2 separate regions of the Pan troglodytes genome follow, and region 2 is linked to region 1. A link is a contact called in public Hi-C data. All regions are on one chromosome and are shown on one strand. The core of a region is the stretch at or near the end of the contact, and the rest is flanking DNA. Distances in the headings are between cores, read along the strand shown.

The links. Hi-C and Micro-C count contacts between places; a contact is called where the count stands out from the background.
Region 2: a contact with region 1 is called in a Hi-C map of stem cell-derived neural progenitor cells, with 5 times the contacts expected there. The contact joins the promoter of ITPRID2 here to the promoter of UBE2E3 in region 1. A contact is called at or near these places in 1 of 7 Hi-C or Micro-C datasets (stem cell-derived neural progenitor cells) and 1 of 1 datasets of contacts at active chromatin or transcription factors (stem cell-derived excitatory neurons).

The regions. Positions count from the first base shown.
Region 1 is chr13:83,015,029-83,019,324 of NHGRI_mPanTro3-v2.0_pri, forward strand. UBE2E3 (ubiquitin conjugating enzyme E2 E3) reads left to right here and starts at 1,806. Exons shown (of 6, transcript XM_016950121.4): 1 at 1,806-2,440; 2 at 3,478-3,696. The coding sequence starts at 3,503.
Region 2 is chr13:83,921,701-83,925,996 of NHGRI_mPanTro3-v2.0_pri, forward strand. ITPRID2 (ITPR interacting domain containing 2) reads left to right here and starts at 2,578. Exons shown (of 16, transcript XM_063790623.1): 1 at 2,578-3,160; 2 at 3,498-3,543. The coding sequence starts at 2,950.

The DNA of each region.
Region 1 (4,296 bases), core at 556-3,055:
GTTGGGTGAATGTTAAGTTAAACTCCATGACTTCAAATTCGCCAAAGAATCACGGAATCATGGAATTTTTGAGCAGGAGAGGACTTAGAACCTTTGATACAATCTCCTTTTACATAAAAGTAATTGAAATAACTTAACTTGCCTGAGGTCATATGAACTTCGTAGAATGAGGATTAGAATACACTTCCCTGGCTTTTCAACCCAATACTATTTCTTCTGTAGAAGATGTTACCAAACAACTAAATATCTTTCTCCCCTAAGCTCCTTACCCCACTAAATCCTATCAGCAATTGGCCTTTGGGCCTTCAGGCTATTTCTGTTCTTAAATTTCCTAAAAGAACCCATGTTTAACATACAGCTTTCCTTTTCTGTCTCCCCATTCCAAACAAAGCAAAGCTTCAACTCCAAATTGGCTGGCTTTTGCTGTAACATCACATCGTGTAAAGCTGGGGGAAAATTCTGCTTTTATTTTCACTAACAAGCTTTTCCCACAAGCACTCTTTGACCCAGCCAAATCAAAATGCTTGTCCACACACAGACCATGATCTTTTTTGAAGCATGAGATATTCTATCTGTTCATTCTGAGTGGAATATCCTTACTACTTATGAACCTCGCGAACTTTAATGAACTGTTCCCCTTCTGGACTAGGAGCTCTTAGCACAGAGTAGAGACCTGGCTTTAGTCACACAGCAATTGAATGAGTGTATGTCCAGCACCTAGCAACATATAGCCCTCAATAAAGTTAACTGAATGACTGTGTCTTTGGAAAATTATGGAAATGTAACTTACTCTTTAGAGTTGCTATCAAGCCTTTACCAAAAGTTTTCTATTAGGAGAAATAGTAAGCAAATAAGTTGGCTCACTCAGTCTTTTCTTCTTTCCCTTAACTCTGTACATGTTTTGACTGCCATTCTCGCTCCCTTTGTGAACTGCACATTCTCACAGCACCCCTGCCCCTAGACACTTGTGGGAGAGGAATCCACAAATTCCTTTGAGGCTCCATCACCGGAACAAGTTCTCAGTAGCTGGAGAAGGTCTGGGTGGCAAACAGGAAGTTTTTGTATTCTGGCTACTTTGTGCCGCGGGGTAAAAACCGCAGAGTCCACCTGGAGACTGCAAAAAGAATGGTAGAACAAACAAAACTGTCACTATCTCCACCTAAAGCTTTTCTGGGTGGACATTCTGACTCAACATCACTCAGGACTTTTCTTTCCAGAACTGGCTCCTCATGTGCAAGACAGAAGAGTCCCGCAGAAAAGTGTCATGTTTTAGCTCTCATCGCCACCCCCCAACCCCAAACTCTTCTCCTTCACTTTTAAGAATGTTGAGCGGGACATTTTAAACACTGTTTTGGATTTTTAAGGTTTCAAATAATCCGAAGGACAGTTCCCTTTGGCAGCGACAGTTGCAAGCTATGAGCCAAAAAGAAATAGAGGTTGTTCCCCTAATCTCCAAATACATTCTACCCTCTTCAATTCCCAGGACCCCAACTTGTCCCTTCCTCCAGCTTACGCGAGGGGCAAGTGGCAGCTCTTCTCCGCCTGCGTGCCTGGCCTCGTCAACAACACCCATTAGTCTCCCGTCTCCCGGGGCGGCGGGGGACTCCCAACCACGCGCCCAGGGCCCTTGCCCAGGTACTGGGGCCCCGGGAGCCACGACGGCCCCCGCGCAGGCGGATGAGATGGAACCAGCCCTGGGGACGCGGGTAGCCCAATGGGCAGCCTCGCCCCGGAGGCGGGCCCAGGCCGGAAGCCACCCCGCGGCACAGCGGCCCCGCGATACGGTGCCCGCTCCCCCGCCTTCTCTGGCACAGGCTCCGCGGCCAAGGGCGGCAGGGGCCAGCCCGCCGGGTCCCCGCCGCGCTCTTTGTCCTGGCCGCGCGCGGGCGGACGCGTGCACCCCCAGGGTGAGGGGAGGTGTGGAGAGCGCGCACGGGAGCGCGCGGGAACGGCTCGCGCCCGCCGGGCGTCGGCGGCGCGCGCCTCTCCGCCAGGCAAGCAGCGAGCACGCGCGTCGCCGCCGCGCCCGCGCGTCGCCGCCGCGCCCGCCCCTCCCCCCGCGCTCGCCTCGGAACTTGCTGACTGCGCGGCCGGGAGGAGCCTCGCCGGGCGGCGGCGGCGGGAGGCTACAGCGCGCGGGGGTCTCCCGCGTCCCCTCCGCCTCGCCGGGAGCTCGCGCCCTCGCCCAGCCGAGCTCCCACCCCCCCCTTTTTTCCGAAGGCGCTGGGCGGCGCCACCCTCCGGCCGGAGCCCGGCACTGCACAGCCCCCTCCGACTTTCAATGTTCCACACTCCCCGGCCAGAGCCTCCTCGGCTTCTTTTTTTCCCTCCCCCCCCTTCCCCCCCCCACAGCTGCCTCCATTTCCTTAAGGAAGGGTTTTTTTCTCTCTCCCTCCCCCACACCGTAGCGGCGCGCGAGCGGGCCGGGCGGGCGGCCGAGGTAAGGCGGCGGGGCCGGGGGGCCGCGTTGGGGGCGGCCGGGGCGGCGGCGGCGGTGGGGGAGGGGGCGGGGGCGGGCAGCTTTGTTCGCGCCGGGCGCCCGCGCCGCCGGTGTCCGCGAGCCGCGGCGGGGCCGGCTGGGCTGCTCGCATCACTTGGCGCCCGGCGCGGCGAGCGCTACCCGCGGCCCCCGCGCGGCCCTCCCCACAAAGGGCCGCGGAGCTGCGTGGCCGCCGCCGCCGGCCGTGGCTCGCCTCCGCGGGCGCGGAAATTTGTTGGACTTCTTGGGGCTTTGTTTATTTGTTTGTTTTTTCTCTGGGTTTCATATTTTTTTCGTTATTTTGGACAAAATGTCGGTCCGTGATATAAAAATTGAGCGAGGAACCTTGGTGGCATTGGGAGCTTTGCAGAAGGTGCAGTTTGAATTCTGCTTTTCCCAGGGTGGCAGCTCGGTCTTGGCCGGATGAATCTTCGCTGCTGGCCGTGGAAACAGCTAGAGCAGCTCGTTAGTTGATTTTTAAATTTCCAAGTGTTGTGTTTAAAGGCTTTACGTGCACTGAGGAGGAATCGCCACCTTAAATAAGCATATGGGCGATTAACAGGGTGTGTTTTCCTCTCGGAAAGGGAATTTGGTAGCTTTGACCAATGTCAATGTGTAAATATTTAGACGTTATTAGTGACTTTTAAACATTTTTCAGCGAGATCTGTTATTTACAGTGTGTCATATGTTATTAATGCTTGTTGCCTAAGTTCCTTGGCAAATCTGTTTCATGCCTTCTGAGAAAGTAGACAATTGATAGATTGTCCAAGAGATGGAAAAAATGTGAGTGGGTTTTCTAACTTGAGTTCGGCAAATCCCTGAACGCTGGCGTTGTGTGACACATCACCTCCCCTGTACCCCTGTTGTACGATGAAATAAGTGTGAACACTTTTGAAGCTTTTTCATTACAAGACGATTTTAGATGACTAGAAGAAAATGCTGTTGGTTTATTTCCTAGATTTAACATTTTCTCCTCCTCCTCCCGTTCTCTTTAAAAGTTTTCCAAGAGATAACTTCACCAAGATGTCCAGTGATAGGCAAAGGTCCGATGATGAGAGCCCCAGCACCAGCAGTGGCAGTTCAGATGCGGACCAGCGAGACCCAGCCGCTCCAGAGCCTGAAGAACAAGAGGAAAGAAAACCTTCTGCCACCCAGCAGAAGAAAAACACCAAACTCTCTAGCAAAACCACTGCTAAGTTATCCACTAGTGCTAAAAGGTAATGTGTAAAAGAAGGATCCAGCACACTTTGTCAGGTTGTCTTCCAGGTGGTTGGACGCTTTTGTTGGTTTTAACTCAATAGCAATAGTTCAGAAATATTTACTTCATTATCCGTTTAATTGTACTTGAGTGAGTTGTCATTCTTTAGGTGGTATGTAAGCAACATTACTAGAATTATACTTTTAAGCAAACTTAATTCTGTACTTCGGTAACTTCAGTTAAGAGTGTCCTTGAGTAGAGATTAGACTAACATTCTGACAGATTGTTTAAGGAGTTGGCAAGGAAAATTTGGTGAACCCAAATTAGATGGTACTTTGGGGATGTTTCCTTTTATGAGTCATAATCTTCTTTAATGAAATTGACACTTCCAGAGATTAGCAGTGCCTCTCTTCATGAAACTTAATGATCAGAAATGATCATATTTGCTAGAAAATTTGCAAATTCAGGCCTTTGCTATATTTGAAAGCAGATTTAAAATTGTGCTGCAAATCTGCTTACAGTTTTACAAAACATGACTTTAAATCGTGTATCACAGGTAACTTTCCTGGTTAAATTATGATTATCCCTTCCTGTGCTTGTGAGGGCAAATCAAACTGAA
Region 2 (4,296 bases), core at 1,328-3,827, 910 kb after region 1:
GTTTCTCCATGTTGGTCAGGCTGGTCTCAAACTCCCGACCTCAGGTGATCTGCCCCGCCTCAGCCTCCCAAAGTGCTGGGATTACAGGTGTGAGCCACCATGCCTGGCCCAGACAATACTCTTTATGTAGAGCTTCGCAATGTATATTTGCAGTTGGTGTACAACATAGTACTTGTTTGGGAGAAAATCCTCGAAGAAGCAAACATGCAGACTTTCTTCATGTGTAGTATTCATTATCGAATAAATGAAATACCTTGGGCATTTTGAAACATCTGTAAAAGTTGAGAATACAATGAAAAAACCTTACTTTTCAAGGCAATAGCATACTACTTCAAGGATTTCCTTCTCTATTACTTCTATACCCTCAACATATTTCATTAAAAAATGCCATGTAGAAGAAAGCACACATTTGTGCTACCGGAAACTGAATAATGTATATATTCTACTTTGTTACCTGCTGGTAATTTTTCCCCCTTATTACTTGACTCTGGTTGTTTGATTTTTTTTAAACTATGGTTAATTATTGCCTTTCACAAGAATTCTTTGTTGTTGTCATCTGAAAGTGTATTTAAACAACTGCAAACCTAAATAAAATATAAGCATTATAGAAATAACATGAAGCAAATTTTAAAATAATCAATTTAGGTGTCTCTTTGAAGAACACAGAAAACAGAAACTACCTCAAGAAGACCCATTATCCCTTGTGGGATCAGCATTTAAAAGTGTAAGGGGTGCAAGAATACTGAAGAATGTTCTATCATCTCTCACAATTTACAATCTGGCTAGTAAGCCAAACATACCTTCCAGGGCCAGTCTTATTATTTACTCTACAATCCAGTCCCCAAATAAATGACGTAGACAGGCTGTTGTATATCAGATCCCTGTGGGAGGGGTGTGATCAGGAGTGGTGGAATGGTGGAGTCAAAAAGTTCTGGCTTAGCTAGATTTTGAAAGTCATGAAGGTAGTGGACAGAAAGAACAGGAATGAATTAATTAGCAAAGACAGAGTAGGCAACAGCACTTAGATATGATAGAATTGAAGCTGGGAGCAGCAGAGGAACAGGGTGGGTACGTAAGAACCCTGGATAAAACTTTGAAGGCAGCATATTTTGTGGCACTTGACCAGCCCTTTCAATGCTTCTTCTTAGGTACCTTCTTTATTCATTCTCTTTTTCATCTTCCACACAGGCAGCGAGACTCTGACCTATTTTGGAGAGCCATTAAACTGTTAGCTGCATCCTACTACAGGACCCTTGAAGGCTGAGAAAGTCTTATAGGTTCAAAGAAAAGATTTTCTAGTAGTGAAATTTCAAGCCATAGAGATATTAATATCACTGTTCTAACTCCCCTGACATTTGGCAGTACATAGATGAGACTCAGGAGAATATTATGATGGTTCTGGAAAGCTAGTCTGGATTTTGGATTTGATCTTGGGAATATTAGTAAACCATTAGAAGATGTCTTGGAATTGTAAATCTAGAGCAATGCGCTAGAAAGGAGATAGGAAAGAATGAAGGCAGGAAAATCAGTGTGCTATTTTAGTAGTCTATGACTTATGTGTAAATGCCTGGACAAAAACTAGGCACTATTTCATCTCCAGAGCATTCTTCATTCCAAATTCTCCAAAAGTTATGGTTTCCTGTAGCTATCAATGACAATGCACTTAATTACCTTGTAATTCGAATGCTTCCATTAGGAATTTTACTATGCTCTTGATTTTAATTTCAAATGAAAAATAATTCCTTCCTTAAAATATTTTGTCTATGCAAAATATTCTTTTCAATCACGTTAAGATTTTAAAAAGTGTTCTAACTTGTTCTTCAGAGCATAGCCAAGTACAATAAAATATTGGAAGCCTTACTTATATGTATAGTTCAGACATAACATTTAGGGGAACAATGCTGCTTGATAGGTCTGTCACATCGTGTCTGGTTTTGGATAGAATTTGAGTCTTTTTGTTAATGAGAATTTAAACATAACAAAACGGAATGCCAAAGCTGGCTTTAAAAAGTTTTGAACCCTGACATCATTTGTTTCTTGTATCATGCTGTCTCACCAAAATCCAAGCAACTATCTCCACATTGTCCCAATTGTTTCCTCTATTCTCCCTCACCGAAGTCCAACTTCAATGTGAAATTTCCAGATTAAATATCCTTTCACAATTCATTTTCATTCATAACATAAACACGATAAATAACTTTAAGTATGAAAGTAGCACTCCAGGAAGCTTAGTCTTTTGCAGTTTTGACATTTTGGCAACACCAATCAAGCACCTCTTTCCGTCCTTACCCCAATTCCTTGGACACTAAAGAGTCTACATTCAGGCGACTCTTTCAAGTGTATGTTTCAGGGTGCCCAAGCAGACACTTGTTTTCTCGCGGGGGATGTTTTGTGAGACTTGGCCTCCCCACTTTCGTTCTATTTTTAGGTGAGGGAGGAGGAGGAGGAGAGGAGGAAAGATTATTAACAAACTAATCTTGCCCATTCCGCGGGCAGTAGTCGGGGGCTGGCCTGCTCCGCGTCGCGCCGGGCGCGCCCCGCCCTACCGCGCCCCGCGCGCCCCCGGCCGGAAGGGGGCGTGGGCCGCCGCCGAGGGAAGGCGCGCAGACGCGCAGCGGCCGGCCTGCTCCGGGCGCGTCAGGCAGGGGGTGGGGAGCAGGGGCCGGGCGGGCGCTCGGCTCCCAGCCGCGCTCCCTCGGGCCACTAGCGCTCCCGCGCCGCGCCCGGCCGCCTTCATGTGAAGCGCCGGCCCTCCGCCCCTTCCCTCCCCTTCCTTCCCTCCCTCCCTCCCTGTCCCCTCCTCCTCCTCCTCCTCCTCCTCCTCCGGCGCCCGCTTCAGCTCCCCGGGGCCCCCTGCCCGGCCGGGCGCTGACAGCAAGGGCGGGGGTCCCCGCCGCCGCCGTGTCTCGCGCAGGGTCCGGCTGGGGTAGCGGAGCCCCCAGTGCGGCCATGGACCGGCCCCTGTCGTCGTCGGCGGAGGCGGAGGAGGAACTGGAGTGGCAAGTGGCGAGTCGCAGGAGGAAGGCCTGGGCCAAGTGCCGCAGCTCCTGGCAAGCGTCGGAGACGGAGGATCTGTCCACAGAAGCGACGACGCAGGACGAGGAGGAGGACGAGGAGGAGGACCTCCCCGGCGCGCAGCTGCCGGCAGCGGGGGGAAGAGGTCGGTGCGCCCGGCCGGGCTCTGGGGGGAGGCTGGTGGGCTGGGGAGAGTCTCGTGCGCCCTGGGCGCCTGCCACGAGTTCTGGGAGAGCCTCGGGCACGGTAGGCCGAGGGGAGAGGGGACACTTCCGACCTTCAAACGCGCGCGCTGGACGAGGCGCCCCCAGCGTCAACACAGACAACTGGGTGCCATCCGATTTCCCTGCCAAGGGACACTGAGACGTGTCGCTTAGGCTGCATTTGCCGTGGTAGATTTTCCTACTTGGGAGGGTCCAGGGTGACTCCGCCGTCGTAGTGCTCCTGGGTGGTAACGTGCTGTCCCCTCTCTCTACCCCCAGGAAACGTGCCCAACGAGAAGATCGCGATATGGCTCAAGGACTGCCGGTGAGTGCTCCCTGGCCCGCCCGCGTCCCGGGGGAGATCCGTGCGGACGGGACGCCGGAGCAGAGCCACTCGGGCCGCGTCCCTGTGGGTCCCGCGACCGTTGTAAGCTACAAACCGGAAAGTGAGCCGGCGGATAGCTTCCTCCTCTAAGCGATTAGAAATGGAAGTGCTGTGACCGCTGATTATTTGGTGACCGTGTTGACTTTACAGTTAGGACTTGAGCTACTCACGCATCGTGTTAGCATCAGAGATCAGAAATCCAGAACAGATAATCATGCCAAATTTGTTCTGTTTTTATTTGAAAGAATTCTCACATCTCACAGGATATTTTGTTTTGCTTTAGTTTTGGCATCTGTACAACTGGCACGGAATCATTTTCCTTTCAAATGTGTTTTAGACGAGTTTGATTTACCTAACTACACTAAATGGGCTTTAATTTTGTTTTTGTTTGGGGAGCTATTAAAACTAGCTAACTTTGTACTTATAGTTTACTTCTTGAACATGGAATTGTCAGATGGCACTGAATTCTCAGGGAATAGAACTTTGAAAAGCATTCAGACTGCATAAATCTGTTTAATTACGTGCTTTGGCAACTGGTACAAAAATGTTTGATAAAATACAGAGGAGATGAATCATGTTGCACGTAAATCTGACTACAGCAAAATGTACTTGTTTCTTATTTTTTCCACTTTATTTGCTAGTTGTAAAATCAGGAATGTAGCCTTTAAACTTTTGTTGGTGTTTGCTTTCGAG